Linked DNA regions of Sus scrofa: region 2 is linked to region 1. The links are chromatin contacts, called in public Hi-C maps. All regions are on one chromosome and are shown on one strand. The core of a region is the stretch at or near the end of the contact, and the rest is flanking DNA. Distances in the headings are between cores, read along the strand shown. Region 1 holds the start of CDKN2D (cyclin-dependent kinase 4 inhibitor D). Region 2 holds the start of ILF3 (interleukin enhancer-binding factor 3).

Region 1 (7,094 bases), core at 1,087-3,586:
GGCCAAGGTCGACAGGTTCCAGGAGCCTTGGAAGGAATGACCTCACTCTGGAGCTAGGGCTTTAAACGCTCTGCCCTTGGGACTTGTCTGTAGTCCCAGCAGTCTGGGGGGTGGAGGAAACTGAACCGTTTAGGTGGCTGTTGCCTGCAGGAGCCCTTCTCTGCCCAATACACCAAAAGGGGTGAGAGGAAAAAAAATGAGAAATGCACCTCAAACACACACACCCCAGAAATCAACACCAACAAGCCACAAACTTGTGCCCCTCGGCAGTGGGCAGGAGGAGCTAAGGGAGAAAGTGTTTCTTCCCTTCTCTTCTGACACAGAACCCAGCCGGGTCCTGTTGCTGGACTGGGTGGCCCCAGGTCACAGTGGTGCCACTGTGTGCCGCTGTAGTATGTCCATGAGATCCTGAGCACCTCTCCCCCTTGCCAGCTCCAGGGGTGTAAGCCCCCTGGCGTCCCTGTGATGGAGATCAGATTCAGCAGCCAGGAAGCTGACCACAGAGGTGTGGCCCTCTCTCACAGCCAGATGAATGGGGAGTGCCCCGGTGCCATCAGGTGCATTGACATCAGCGCCGTGCTCTACCAACACTTTCAGGGTGTCAAGGAATCCAGTACGGGCTGCATCGTGGGCCGGAGTGGTGCCGGAAGCATCCTGGACATTGGGGCTGGCACCTTGTTTCAGGAGCTCCTGGGCGATGGTGGGGCTGCCAAACATCATGACCTGTTGGGGGCAGAGGGTCAGGGGGTCCTCAAAGGAGGAGGCCCAGGAAAATGGGGGACTGGAGAAAAGGGTCATTCAGGAGTAGAGAATGCCAGAGACAAGGTCCTCTAGAGAATGAGAAATTTGGGGGAATATAAGCTCCCAGGCAGAACAAGATCTCCTGAGAACAAGAACCCTCAAAAAACTGATCACCCCCAGGATAATACATCCCCTAGGGAAGAGCCCCCAAGGAAACTTTCAAGGAACCTAAGACCCTCCCCCAAGGAACCTGAGACACTTCTCTCCACATATGGGAAATCATCAGGAAATATGAAACCCCCACCAGGAAACAGACCCGCAGAGGATGAGAACACCCCCATCAAGGGAAAGGAGAGGCCCAGGGAATTTGAAACTCCTTCTCCAAGGAATGTCCCCCTCCCAAATAATGGGGATGCTCCACAAGGTACCTGACCCCTTCAAAAAATGGGATTCCTATTTTGTAAATGCCAAGGGAATAGGGATTCCCATGTACTCCCTTATTGGGATCCTCCCCCATAATATACCAATATGAAAATCCCCAGGGAATGGAGACCTCAGGGAGACACCCCCACCCGAAGCTGGATACCTCTCAGAGAAACTACCTCCCCCACCCCAGATGATGGGGACGCCCTGGAAACATGAATCCCTCCTTCCAGAGATCGGATCCTCCATGGAAGCTCCAAGAAACCGAAGCTGTCCCCATGAAACCGGGATTCAAAGAAGCTGAACCCTTACCCAAGGAATAAGAACTTCTCCTGGGAAACTGAATCCTCCGCAATCAGAGAACAAGGAATTCTCCAAAGATGGAAAGCCTTCCCCTCCCCCAACCTAACCCCATCCACCACCCACCTAAGAAAGGGGACATCAGGGAGCAAAGTCAGCCCAGAGATGAAGGAACAGACCCCAGTTGGCCACCGGGGACAGGAGACGAGAGGGAAGGGGTCTGGGGTCTCGGTCCTCGGCCCACTCCCCGCCTCGCCCTCGCTGCGGGGCCGGCCGGGCCTCACCTGCAGCGCCGTCTTGCCAAAGCGGTTCAGGACGTCGGGGTGCACCAGTTCGCGGTGCAGAAGGCGGCGCACCTCCTGCACGTCGCCCCGGGCCGCCGCTCCGCTCAGCCGGTCGCCGGCGCAGACCTCCTCTAGCAGCATATCGATACTGGCGGCCTGCGAAGCCCCTCGCCCCACCCCGGTGCGGTCAGTGCGGGGGAGCCCAGCGGCGATGGCCCTAACAGCCTTCCAGTCGCGTCCCCGGCCTGCGCTAGGATCCCGGTCCCACTCGCTAGTCCGGGGCTCCGACGCGACCCCCGCCCTCCCAGCTGGCTCCTCCCCCTGTCAGCCGGTGGGTAGCGAGGGGTTGAGAGCCCGGCCCAACCCTCCGCTGCCCACAGGGGCCTGCCGGCGCCCGCCCCTTAGGGGCCGGGTCTCCCCCAACTCACCCTCCCTCCTCCTCGACGGGCGGGGTCTGTTCTGAACCGACTCCGCGGCCGCAGTAGCCGAGCCGGCCGCCAGGGGGCGGAGCCACCACGCTCGGGGCCCCGCCCCCGAGCGCCGCGGATTTGTTTTCTTATGAACTTGCTACGTTGTAGCCCAGCAGCATTGCCCGGCTCGCGACCCTGTAGTGTCCCGCCCTCGCGGCCAGCACAGCCAATGGCCACGCGTCGTCAGGGGGGCTTTGCGCTCCAGAGGGGGCGGAGCCGTTGCTGATTGGGCGAGCTTCGGCGACCGGTGAACCGCCGGCAATGGCGGGGTTTTCAGTTTTTCAAACGCGCCGGGCGGGCGGGAAAGAGGGCCTGTTTAACTGACCCGGGGGATTAAAGGTCAGGGTAGGGTAGCGCGGGCTGCTCCAGGGCCTCGGCACCTTCGGGGGAAGGAAAGCAGGGCTGGGGCCGCCCAGTTCGGGATTCTCCCGTTCAATTACAAGATTAAGTATTTATTAGCTCTTATTGTACGCTGAGCGCTTTATTTAATTAATTTACTCTGTGCAGGAACCCTTCCTCGCGTTGGGGAGCGTACATTCAAGCACATAAATTTAGCGGTAAGCAGCGTGAAGAAAACAACGTGGAAATGGAATGGATGAGGAAGGAATCGCATTCAAGTTCAAGGGCGTGGAGGAAATTTCACGCTACAGCTGCAACGTGGATGAGGAGCGAGGCAAAAGTCGCGGTCGGAGGCTCTCAATAGAGGCCTTCAAACATTTACTGAGCACCTACTGTATAATAGGTGCCGAAGTGGAGAGCAAGCCGAGTACTTCCTGCTTCAGGACGCCGACCGTTTAGGGCTGGATAAATCGAAAATTAAATATTTTCAGAGTATACTGATAAAACGGCATTAAGTAATTCCTTTTTTGGGAAAGGAAGGCCTTTGAAATTGAGAGGTCAGAAAGGGCCACCCTGAGGAGGTAACATTTGGTTTGACCTGAAAATTAAGGGAAAAAGCCATGTGGATTTCTGGGGAAAAATACGCCAGGTGGAGGCGCTACAGATGCGAAGGCCCTGAGGTGAGAGAGTGCCCAGTAAGTACAGGAAGAGTGAGGTATAGAGGGAGAGAGTGGGAGGGAGGGATAATGCACTTTGGTCTTGTGGGCTGCGGTAAGCACTTGACTTTTACTTTTTAAAAAGAATGGAACCCTGGGAGGGTTCTGCGCACAGGACCCACGATCTGATTTAGGAGTTAACAGGTGCCCTCTGGCGGCGATGAGGGGAACTGGCTCTCGTCGGGGAGGGGAGCCCTGAGCCAGGGGACCAAAGTGGACGGAGGCAACAGAGAGGGCCTAGATGAGCAATGACCGGGGCTGAGAAATGGATATGTGTTACCTACTCTTATCCCAGCACTTCAGGTACATGGCTGGCATCCCCAGCCCCCAGCCAAAAAGCACATACACAGCAGCTAGATTAATTTTTTTAATGCCATCCTAAAACTCAGAATGGGTCAGCAGGGCCTCTGGGCTCAGCAACTGTGGAGGAGGGGCACCCTCCCCCCACCTCCTAAGGCAGGTCACTGCAAGAAGGCACTCACGAGGGGGACTTCAAGCCCCTCTTCTATTTCTTCATATAAAATTGGAGGTGGGGAGGGGCAGGAGCCTGGAGACAGGGAAACCACCCCGCCCAGCCTATGTGTAAAAGAAAAGGCTGGGAGCGATCCTGGTGCTGAGAGCAGGAAACTGCCAATTCAGACGCTGCCCTCACACACAGACATGCACGCCATCGTGCCTCCCTCTCTCTATAGAGTCTTCAGTCGGGGGCCTGGGGAGAGGGTGGCCCATGGTCAAGCCCCCACCTCTTCTCCCTTCTAACTGGTACGAAGTTGATAATCTGCAGGGAAACAATGAGTGGGGACCATCTCAGAACTAGGGAAAGAAGGCAGAAAGACAGCCCCCCACCCATCCTGAAATCCATCCCCTTCCCCACTATTCATGATTAGCTGCATATTTAACAAGGCTAAGGATGGGCTCAAACACAGGAACAGTAACCAGGAGTTCCCATCATGGCTTAGCAGTAATGAACCCAACTAGGATACATGAGGATGCAGGTTCAATCCCTGGCCTCGCTCATTGGGTTAAGGATCCGGCATTGCCATGAGCTGGGGTGTAGGTCACAGATGTGGCTCAGATCATGAGTTGCTGTGGCTGTGGTGTAGGCTGGCAGCTACAGCTCCAATCTGACCCCTAGCCCGGGAACCTCTATACGCCTCAGTACAGTCCTAAAAAAAAAAAAGGGACAGGGACAGTAACCACAGCAACAAGCCTGTTTCCAGGCAGTACATGGCACTGCTATGTGTTCAGCTCCTCATCCAAAACCTATCATCACAACCCTAGAAATGGCAAATCCCCCGCCCCGTTTTTTTTTTTTTTTTTTCTTTTTTGGCTGCCCAGCGGCATATGGAGTTCCCAGGCTAGGGATCAGGTCTGAGCCACAGTTGTGACCTAAGCCACAGCTGCAGCAACAATGCTGGACCCTTAACCCATTTTTTAAAAATTTTTTTGGTTGGAGTTCCCGTCGTGGCGCAGTGGTTAACGAATCCGACTAGGAACCATGAGGTTGCGGGTTCGGTCCCTGCCCTCGCTCAGTGGGTTAAGGATCTGGCGTTGCCGTGAGCTGTGGTGTAGGTTGCAGACGTGGCTCGGATCCCGCGTTGCTGTGGCTCTGGCGTAGGCCGGTGGCTACAGCTCCGATTCAACCCCTAGCCTGGGAACCTCCATATGCCATGGGAGCGGCCCAAGAAATAGCAACAACAACAACAAAAAGACAAAAGACAAAAAAAAAAAAAAAAAATTTTTTTGGCCATGCCTGTGGCATGCAGAAGTTCCTAGGCCAGGGATTGAACTTGCGTCACAACTATAACCAGAGCCACAGCAATGATAACACTGGATACTTAACCCACTAAGCTACAAGGGAACTCCCTGTCCCCATTTTAAAGACAGGCAGGAGTTCCCCTCGTGGCGCAGTGGAAATGAATCTGACTAGGGACCATTAGGTTATGGGTTTGATCCCTGGCCTCGCTCAGTGGGTTAAGGATCTGGCATTGCCATGAGCTGTGGTGTAGGTCGCAGATGAAGCTCAGATCCTATGTGGCTGTGGCTGTGGCATAGGCCGGCAACTGTAGCTCTAATTTGACCCCTAGCCTGGGGACCTCTATATGCTGCGGGTGCGGCCCTAAAAAGCAAAAAATAAAATAAAGACAGGCAAACTGAGGCCAAGGGTGGCACACTGACAAAGATGGGGTAGACCTGTAGCCAAGCCTTTTGAGGTCTGGCACCCTCTGAGACAGAATGTATCAAAGCCCCAAGACCATCCCCTTCATCTCCTTGTCCCCATCATGCCAGGAAGCCAGGCTGCCTTACCGCCACTCTGGGTAATATAGCGGACCCAGGGCAGGGCCTGATAACCACTCTTCTCGATGATCTTCATATATCGGACCTGCAAGGAGATGAAAAGAGGTGGCTCAGGCTATAGGAGGAGAGAGCCAATGGGACCAAGGGGATATATATATATATAACTTGGGGGAACAAGAGAGCATAGACCATCAACCATAATTTAAAAAAAAAGAACGCATAGGCTGGGAGTAATGACGTCACATGGCTCAGGGCAAAAATGTGGCAAGGGCAGTGTGGGGTGGGGAGGGGGGAAGTGGTCCAGGACAATGGGAAAGATGGCACCGTACAAGGGAATGGCACAGGGCAAAGCGAAAGGGGGAGGGACCCAGGCTGAGAGCAGAAAAGGTAACACTGTTGTAGGAAAAGATAAGGCTGATGGCAAAGGAGAGATGACTCAGGCCAGGGAAGGCCAAGCCGAGAGATGGGAGAGAAGGGATCCCACAGAGGTCAAGGAGAGGAGCCCCCCCCTTGCCCACTCCCTTCACCTGGATCCCGGAGACAGTGAAGTAGGGAATCTCAAACTTGACCCCGATGGGGGGCCGGCCCTCCACTTCCTCCTTCTCCACGCTGGGGAGGCCAAAGTGGGCACGCATCAGGTACTCCTTGCCTCCCTGAGGGCATATGGGGGTATCAGACACACTGAGGGGACCCCTCCATACCCTAGAACATCTTCACAGCAGCCCCCAGGGCAGGCTTGGCTCTCAGCCCATTTTGCAGACCAGAAAGTCAAGGCCTCCTGGCCCGAGACTCATAGCCAAGCTTCTGACTGCAAAGGCTGGTCAAGGGCCTTCTTTTTTTTTTTTTTTCATTTTACTTTTTTGGCTACACCTGCAGCATATGGAAGTTCCCAGGCTAGCAGGTGAGTCAGAGCTGTGGCTGAGACTCATGCCACAGCCAGGGCAACACCAGATCTGAGCTGCATCCGTGACCTACACCATAGGTTGCAGCAACACCAGATCTTTAACCAACTGAGCAAGGCCACGGATTGAACCTGTATCCTCACAGACACTATGTCAGGTCTTAATCCACTGAGCCACAATGGGAACTCCAGGTGGAAGGCCTTCTAATTATCACCTCCCATTTTCCAGGCCCCAGGGAACCTCTCCAGATCACAGAGACAGACCAAATCTTCTAGCAGCCCCAGGACCTGGGGTGGGAGTGGGGTGAAGGGGCGGGGACCATAACAACATCCTGCCTCTTTCACAGATGGGCAAACTGACGTTCCATGAGAGGAAATGGGTCTCCCAAGGCCATCTAGCTCAGAGAGCCAAGCGTGAGCAATCTGAACCCAGGGCTGGTTTCCTTAAGACTTGAGATGGGAGAGCTTAACCACCAGACTGGCCTGGTTTCCACCTTTTCGCACATGTGGCGCTCTGCTTTATTCTTTGCCTCAGTCACAAGCAGCAGGGGCCAGGCCCCCGGATTTCCCCCCAACCCCAACAGTGCCCGGGACTCACCGGGAATGACTTGATGCTCCAGAT
Region 2 (7,494 bases), core at 2,596-5,095, 74 kb after region 1:
CATTATATAATGTTATTTCATATACCAAGAACAATTTTTTTTTTTTTCTATTTCTTTGGGCCGCTCCCGTGGCATATGGAGGTTCCCAGGCTAGGGGTTGAATCGGAGCTGTAGCCACCGGCCTATGCCAGAGCCACAGCAACGTGGGATCCGAGCTGCGTCTGCAACCTACACCACAGCTCACGGCAACGCCGGATCGTTAACCCACTGAGCAAGGGCAGGGACCGAACCCGCAACCTCATGGTTCCTAGTCGGATTCGTTAACCACTGCGCCACGACGGGAACTCCCAAGAACACTTTTTAATTAGAACCCCAGGTGTTTCCTGAGAAATCGGGTGTAAGAAAATTTTTACCATGATTGCCTATCTGCAAAATAATTATGCATCACAATTATTGCTCGAGTATAAAACAGATTCTTTGGGACTACCAAAACTACTACTAGGATTTGCTTCCACTGCACCACAAGGGGAACTCCCTGATATATTTTAAAGCATCTAAAAAAAAAAAAAAAAAAAAAAAGCCGAGTTATGGTGACCTTGAACAATCTAAATTTTCTTTTCTTTTCTTTTTTTTTTTTCTTTTTAGGGCCACACTTGCAGCATATGGAAGTTCCCAGGCTAGGCGTTGGAGCTGCAGCTTCCAGCCTACAACACAGCCATACCACCACCAGATCCAAGCCTCATCTGAAAACTACACCACAGCTCATAGCAACACCACATCCTTAACCCACTTAGTGAAGTCCAGGGATCCATTGAAACTCCATCCTTATGGATACTAATTTGGCTCATTACCACTGAGCCATAATGGGTATTCCGTAGCTAATTTTATTTATGTCCCATTAATTTAACCAAAACTTTCTTCGATCTCAAGCTTTAAGAACGATCTCAAAAAAATAGCAAGATGTAGAATGTCTATTATTAATGTGAAAAAATACCAATAAGACTATAATTAAGCACCTCTGGAAATAAAACATCCTATAGAGGTACACAAAAAACTTACAACAGCTGTCAAGGTGGATGGTGTTTGGAAGAGGTAATTGACTTTGTTTTCTCACATCCTTTTGCATGTTTGACATTTTATACCGTGTAAATAGATGACTGTTTCAAGATCTTAAGTATAAGTAAAGATGGGAGTCTTAGGTGGGGAATCGGATATGATTTGCTAGGTGCCACCAAAACTCTAATCAGACTTACCATCTAGAAGGGCGTCACTCCCCCAACAATGAGCTGCCTTGGAGACCAGTTAAACATCCCGTCACTTGTCATGGGATGTTTCTTTACAACTTCTCTCTACCCCCTACCCCAAACCATTACTCACATTGCTAAGGGGACTGCCTCCCCCAACCCCTGAATACTGACTTAGCCCAAGAACAAATCTGTGATAAAAATGGAAACTACCCCTTTTCTTATAACCAGCTGCTCCCTAAGCAGGGAGGCTGAATTCTCTCAGTGCTCCTGGCCAGTATGTTCATCAATGAAACCGGCTTGAAATATCAGTGCTCTGGCCTCCTGCCTCTTGATTTTCTGCTCTAATAGGGAGGAATTCCTATTGTGGTCCAGCAGGTTAGGAACCTGACTAGTGTCCATGAGGATATGGGTTTGCTTCCTGCCTCCTTTCAGTGGGTTAAGGATCCGTGTTTGCCTTGAGGTGTGGTGTAGGTAGCATATGCTGATCAGATCTGGTGTTGCTCTGGCTGTGGGGTAGGCCAGTGGCTATGGCTGGAATTAGTCCCCTAGCCTGGGAACCTCCGCGTGCAGCTACTGTGGCCCTAAAAAAGCACACACACAAAGTTGGGAAGCCATAGGTAAGACAGCATGGACTCATTCTGTGATAATCTGTGACCACATTTTTACACCTTACTTTGTCTTTTCTAGGGCCACACCGCCGGCATATGGAGGTTCCCAGACTAGGGGTGTAATCCGAGCAGCTGCTGGCCTATGGCACAGCCACAGCAACACCAGATCTGAGCCGCGTCTGTGACCTACACCACAGCTTACGGCAACGCTAGATCCTTAACCCACTGAGCGAGGCCAGGGATCTAACTCGCAACTTCACGACTTCTAGTCGGGTTCGTTAACTACTGCGCCTCGATGGGAACTCCGTATCTAAAAAAAAAAAAAAAAAAAAAAAAAACCCAACTATAATCTTGGGGCTTTTTTTTTTTTTTTTTTGTCTTCTTGCCATTTCTTGAGCTGCTCCCGCGGCATATGGAGGTTCCCAGGCTAGGGGTCGAATCGGAGATGTGGCTGCCAGCCTGCACCAGAGCCACAGCAACGCGGGATCCGAGCCGTGTCTGTGACCCACACCACAGCTCACAGCAACGCCAGATCGTTAACCCACTGAGCAAGAGCAGGGATAGAACCTGCAACCTCATGGTTCCTAGTCGGATTCCTTAACCACTGCGCCACAACAGGAACTCCATTGGGGCATATGTTTTGTGCAAAGAATTGTACCAGGTGCTTTTAAGGAAAAAAAAAAATCATATTTTGTAGATAATGCAAGAGAAGCTCAGGGAGGTGCACTAGTCTTGATTATACAGAGACCCAAACTTAGGGCGACCCTGGATCTTGCATTTTCTTAAAAATTTTTTTGGTTTTTTTTAGGGTTGCAGCCAGGCATATGGAAGCTCCCAGGAAGGTCTAACCGGAGCTGTAGCTACTGGCCTATGCCACAGCCACGCCAGAACAGGACCCCTCTGCGACCTAAACCGCAGCTCAGGGCAACTCGGGATCTTTAACCCACTGAGGAGGCCAGGGATCAAACCTGAGTCCTCATGGATGCTAGTCGGATTAATTTCCACTGAGCCGAGATGGGAACTCGGGATCTTGCATTCTTAAACTAGCTACACTATTCCTGCTTCTGCAAAAAAGATTTATTTAGGCCGTTAAGTCCTGAACTACTTGCCTCCGAATCTCAGCAATGTCTCTATCACTTGTCTACCAACGCCTGACTGATCCTGATTCTGGAAGAAAGCAGGACTTAGCTTAGGCATAGATTGTACACTGAGGATCTGAGGCTCCCAAGAGGATGCAACAACACCAGGATCGTAAAGTGATGACGCTCGGTCCCCCATGCCTTTACTTATGACCCCGACCTCCCCGCCAAGATGTGGCTGGCCAAGTGTCTCAGTCCAAGTCCCAGATTTCCCGCAAAAGACAGTGAGGCCTTCAGTCGGGTCTTTTTCTGGATCGGGCCTCAATTTCTTCATCTGTGAATGGGGGACTGGAAGATTCTGACCAACTGGGCTCTGCCCTTCAGAGGCTCCGGGCCGGGTAGTTTAGCGGGGCGCTACCCGTGAAAAAGTTTCAACACCAAAGACCCGGATGCCGAAGCAGCAACGAGGAGTTCTGTCCGACCTTTCCTCACACACACAGCTCGAGTCTGCTCGGCCTCTCGTGGAAAAAGCAGGCAGTGGGAAGGAAGTGCCACCGTACCGCTTCAGTAGCAGAGCGAACCTCTTCTAGCAACACCAGCCACCATGAGGACGCTCAAGAGCCAGCCTCTCTGACCGTTTCCGCCAACGTACTCCTGGCGACGGGCGTAAGATGGCGGCCGCGCAAGCGCATAAACTAGGAGACCAGGGAGGCTCCGCCCCTCCCTCGGCCTCACGTGGTAATGGCCGCTCAAAAACCGCAATTGAAAAAAAGAAAGGCAATGTTGTCACATGAAACAGGCCTACCAATACCGCAAAGGCAAGGAGCAAAAGTCCTTATCACATGGCCAAGGAGATCTCCGAATTTGCCACTGTCACATGATCAAGCAAAGGCGTGGAAAGAGGAGGAAAACGTCCCGACGCCACGTAACGTCTTACGGTTCTGTCACGTGACCAGGGCCCGCCTTCTTTTCTCTGTTCCTCCCTCCCTGCCTCTCCCGCTGGGCCTGCGTCGAGCGGTAACGAGGCGGCAGGGGGCGTGGCTCCGCCCGGTCACGTGGTTCCGCACCTCCCTAGCGCGCGCCCGCCCGCCAGCTCGTCCCCGGCCCCGGCTCCTCCTCCTCCTCTTCTCGCCATTGCAGTTGGACTCAGCAGCCCGGTGCGTACCGCGTGGCTTTTTGGGGAAGACCGAGGCGGGCTGTGGCCGGAGGGCGGTGGTTGCTGTCGAGGAAAGGGACCCAGACGAGGTAAGCGTCAATGTGGCGGCGGCCGGGCCCGCTCCCGCCTTTCCCCCTCCCCCCGTTCTCTCCTCAGCGCGGGCTCGGGTGAGGAGTTGCGGAGATAAGGCCTGAGGCGCCTTGTGTTCCCTGCTTTCGTTTGGTTCTCTCGCCCCAGTGCCTGGCTCCTTCCTCCTTTGCTAGCCTACCTCCCGCGCTCGGCCGTTACTCTCCCCCATTGTGCCGAGGAGACAAAATGGCGGCGGCGGCGAGGGCCCGGTGCGCGCGCATCCGCCCCCCCCTTCGCGGCCCCTCGGCCGGCGGTGGCGCCTCTCGCGGGGGTGCGCGCGCACTGGGCCCCCGGCTGCCGCCTCCCCCGGGTCGGGCTTTGTCTGTTGGGGCGCCACGCGCGCACACGCGCACGTGCGGTGAGCACACACCCCCCTCCGACTGGAAGCATCCTGCCCCGCGGAGCAGGGGCTACCCCCCCACCTCTTCTCTTTGTCCCATTCCGGTCCCGGGTTCCAGGAGAGTCCCAGGTTCTCGAGGCGGGAAACATCGCCTCCTTTGTCTTTTCGTGGAGCGGAGAGGCAGACCCCCTCCCTGGAACCCCGTCCTTAAGTGGATTGCAGAGGAGGTCTTTGTGGGTTCATGGGGTTTTTAAATCTCTGGTTAGGCTGGCCTCCCCCAGATCCGGATCCAGAATTGCTAAAAGGTTTATTTTAAGCTTTCACTTCATTTATTTTAGATGTTTCATTGATGTTGAATTTTTTCCCGATTCTCCCTCAAAATGGTGATCAGATGTGATATTTGGGTGCCCTGTGATCTTCCAGATTGAGACCCAAACATGAGCGCTTAAAATTCTTTTCTAGCTTACTTCCTCAAGTTGTTGAGTGACTGAGATTCTTGGGGTTGCTTTAGAGGTTTTGCCCTGGGCAGTTCTTCGCCTGGGGATATTATTTGGGATGTTTAAGGATCAACATGCTCTTGCCCAGTTCAGTGTCTAAACTTGGGGAGAGTAAGCCGTCTCTTCTCAATATTTCCAAAATTGATTGAAAATTGTTTGGCATCCTGCCTAGGGGACTTGACAGATCAGCAAGGAAGCATCATTACTTTTCCTGGACTCAGGTATTTCAGTGATTCTGAATCTTTTTATGATTGTTTAGCGTTCTAATGTCTCTAAAATGAGCGGTCTGGTGGCATATTTGGGGTCCATGGAAAAACACAAGGTGCCTTCTGAAGTTAGGGATCAAATCTGGACTTTAGGGATCAAATCTGGTTGGGAATCTCCATGGATTGGTTCACAGTGCTGCCCCTGTGCTTTATGTGTGGTCTCCTGGGATGTAGCTACAGCAGCCACTGACTGAGGCTGTGAATGAAGTGTGGGAATCAGAAGCTCACTCATAGCTGGGGTGGAGATGGGGGGGGTTCCAGGGCACCAACAGGTGCCATCTCTGTCCCTACTCCTGGGGTCTTTACCTGTGAGCTGTCTCTTGGCCATGTGGACAGTCTTGGTTCCTTGGAGTCTCTGCAGACCCTAGCATTGTCTGGAGTTGATTGAAGCCTGGCTTGGCCTTACCAGCACTGGGCACTGATTTATCAGTTTCCCTACCCTCCTGAAGCTTGGGGAAGCTTGGGAATTGCCCTCTTTCTGGAATGGAGTGGTGCCTGATCATTTGTAGTTTTTTTTTGTTTGTTTGTTTGTTTTTTTCTTGATTGAATTTGGCTAGTGCCTGTAGGTAAAAATTCTTTTGGCTCCTTCTAGAGTACTTGAGTATTTTTTTAGGGGCCCATATTCCTGGGTGTGAGGAATCTAAGGCTATCATTTTCCTTAATTTTTTTTTTTTTTTTTTTTTTTTTTTTGTCAAAAAACCCATATTGGCAAGACTGGCACTAACATTTTGACGTTGCAGATAAAGTGCTTGTTTTCATGCTCCCCTGGTTAAGTTCACCAGGTAGGGACAGGTGGAGTAAGTGATGAGGAAAGAACCTTCTCTTAAGTCTCTTTTCTTGGGTAAACAGTAGGCAGCATCATATTTGTCTTTAGGCTTTAGCAGGATGTGGGTGTTGAGAATGTTCTCACTTTTGAAAAAAGCTTTAGAAGTTTTCTTTCTTTTTTTTTTTTTTTTTTTGCCTTTTTTTCTAGGGCCTCTCCTGAGGCATATGGAGGTTTCCAGGCTAGGGGTCTAATCGGAGCTGCAGCCACGTGGGATCTGAGCCGGGTCTGCGACCTACACCACAGCTCATGGCAACACCAGATCCTTAAGCCACTGAGCAAGGCCAGGGATCAAACTGCAACCTCATGGTTACTAGTCAGGTTCGTTAACCACTGAGCCACGGCAGGAACCCCGTAATGAAGAAATTGAAAGTGTTGCTACTAGTTTTATCGTCGAGTGAATTTACTGTCCAAGGGTCATTTTCTTGTCCATGTATGATCACAAAGGATCATTTAGTTACAGATGATATTCAGTTGAATGTGCATCCTTTTTTAGTCTATAAGTTTGCTCCAAATTATTTTTATAATCTTAGGTGGTTAATGAGAAGTGGTGCTATTGGCAGTTTAAGGTTTATGATGATTTTTCTTCAAACAGCCATTCATATTATTTCCATTAGAATTGTAGTTTAAGCTGAAGGGTCAGGTCTCATTGGTATAATCTTCCAGGCTACTTGGTTTTCTGCTGCTTGCCTTTGAACTAATTTCTTCCTTTTATCTGAGTGTGTGTAAGCGATGAATATGGCATGTCAGGCTTCTTCTTAGTTGTACGTTTAGAGTTTTTGCTGGTTAATAATCCTTACTGTGTATTCGTAATTCAAAAAAGCTGTCAAACTGTCCTTAATAAGGAAATGACTAGCCTGGCCACATGGATCATACCGGCACTTAATATTTATTTATACTAGCCAAGAATTAAAACCCACTTTGATATCCTTTAGTGGGTGAATGGTTAAAGTATAGTAGTACATCCTTATCATGGAATACTACTTAGCAATACACACAGTTTGGGTGAATCTTGAGGCAATTATGGTGCATGAGATAAGCCATCCTGAAAGGTGTGCTCTACAATTCCATTCATATAACATTCTTGGAATGTCAAAATTTAAAAAAACGGTACATGGAATCGTTGCTAGGGATTAGGCATGGGGAGCGATTGGAATGTCAATGTGACAACTACAGAAGCAACAGGAGGGATCCTTGTGACAGCAGCAGTCTGTATTTGATTGTGTCAATATCAGCATTGTGGTTGTGATATTGCATTAAAATTTGTAAGATGTTACCATTGATGAAAACTGGGCAGAGTACACTGGAGATCTGTTACTTCTTACAACTGCACCAGAAGCTATAATACCTCAAAATTAAAAGTTTCATTTAAAAAAGAAACCCTTACCCACTAAAATAATTAATCTGTG

Evidence for each region. Hi-C and Micro-C count contacts between places; a contact is called where the count stands out from the background.
Region 2: a Hi-C map of liver shows a contact between it and region 1, with 2.3 times the contacts expected there. The contact joins the promoter of ILF3 here to the promoter of CDKN2D in region 1. A contact is called at or near these places in 3 of 5 promoter capture datasets (fetal liver, fetal skeletal muscle and skeletal muscle), 17 of 47 Hi-C or Micro-C datasets (alveolar macrophages, blood, embryonic fibroblasts and 7 more) and 2 of 2 datasets of contacts at active chromatin or transcription factors (alveolar macrophages and skeletal muscle).

Annotation. Positions count from the first base shown.
Region 1 is chr2:69,337,662-69,344,755 of Sscrofa11.1, forward strand. It overlaps CDKN2D (cyclin-dependent kinase 4 inhibitor D), which reads right to left and starts at 2,337. Exons shown (of 3, transcript XM_005654859.2): 1 at 2,177-2,337; 2 at 1,749-1,904; 3 at 1-723. The coding sequence starts at 1,889. The coding sequence ends at 364. AP1M2 (AP-1 complex subunit mu-2) reads right to left here. Exons shown (of 11, transcript XM_021083790.1): 8 at 7,071-7,094; 9 at 6,099-6,224; 10 at 5,581-5,656; 11 at 3,628-4,051. The coding sequence ends at 4,029.
Region 2 is chr2:69,410,030-69,417,523 of Sscrofa11.1, forward strand. It overlaps ILF3 (interleukin enhancer-binding factor 3), which reads left to right and starts at 3,846. Exons shown (of 20, transcript XM_021083797.1): 1 at 3,846-4,119.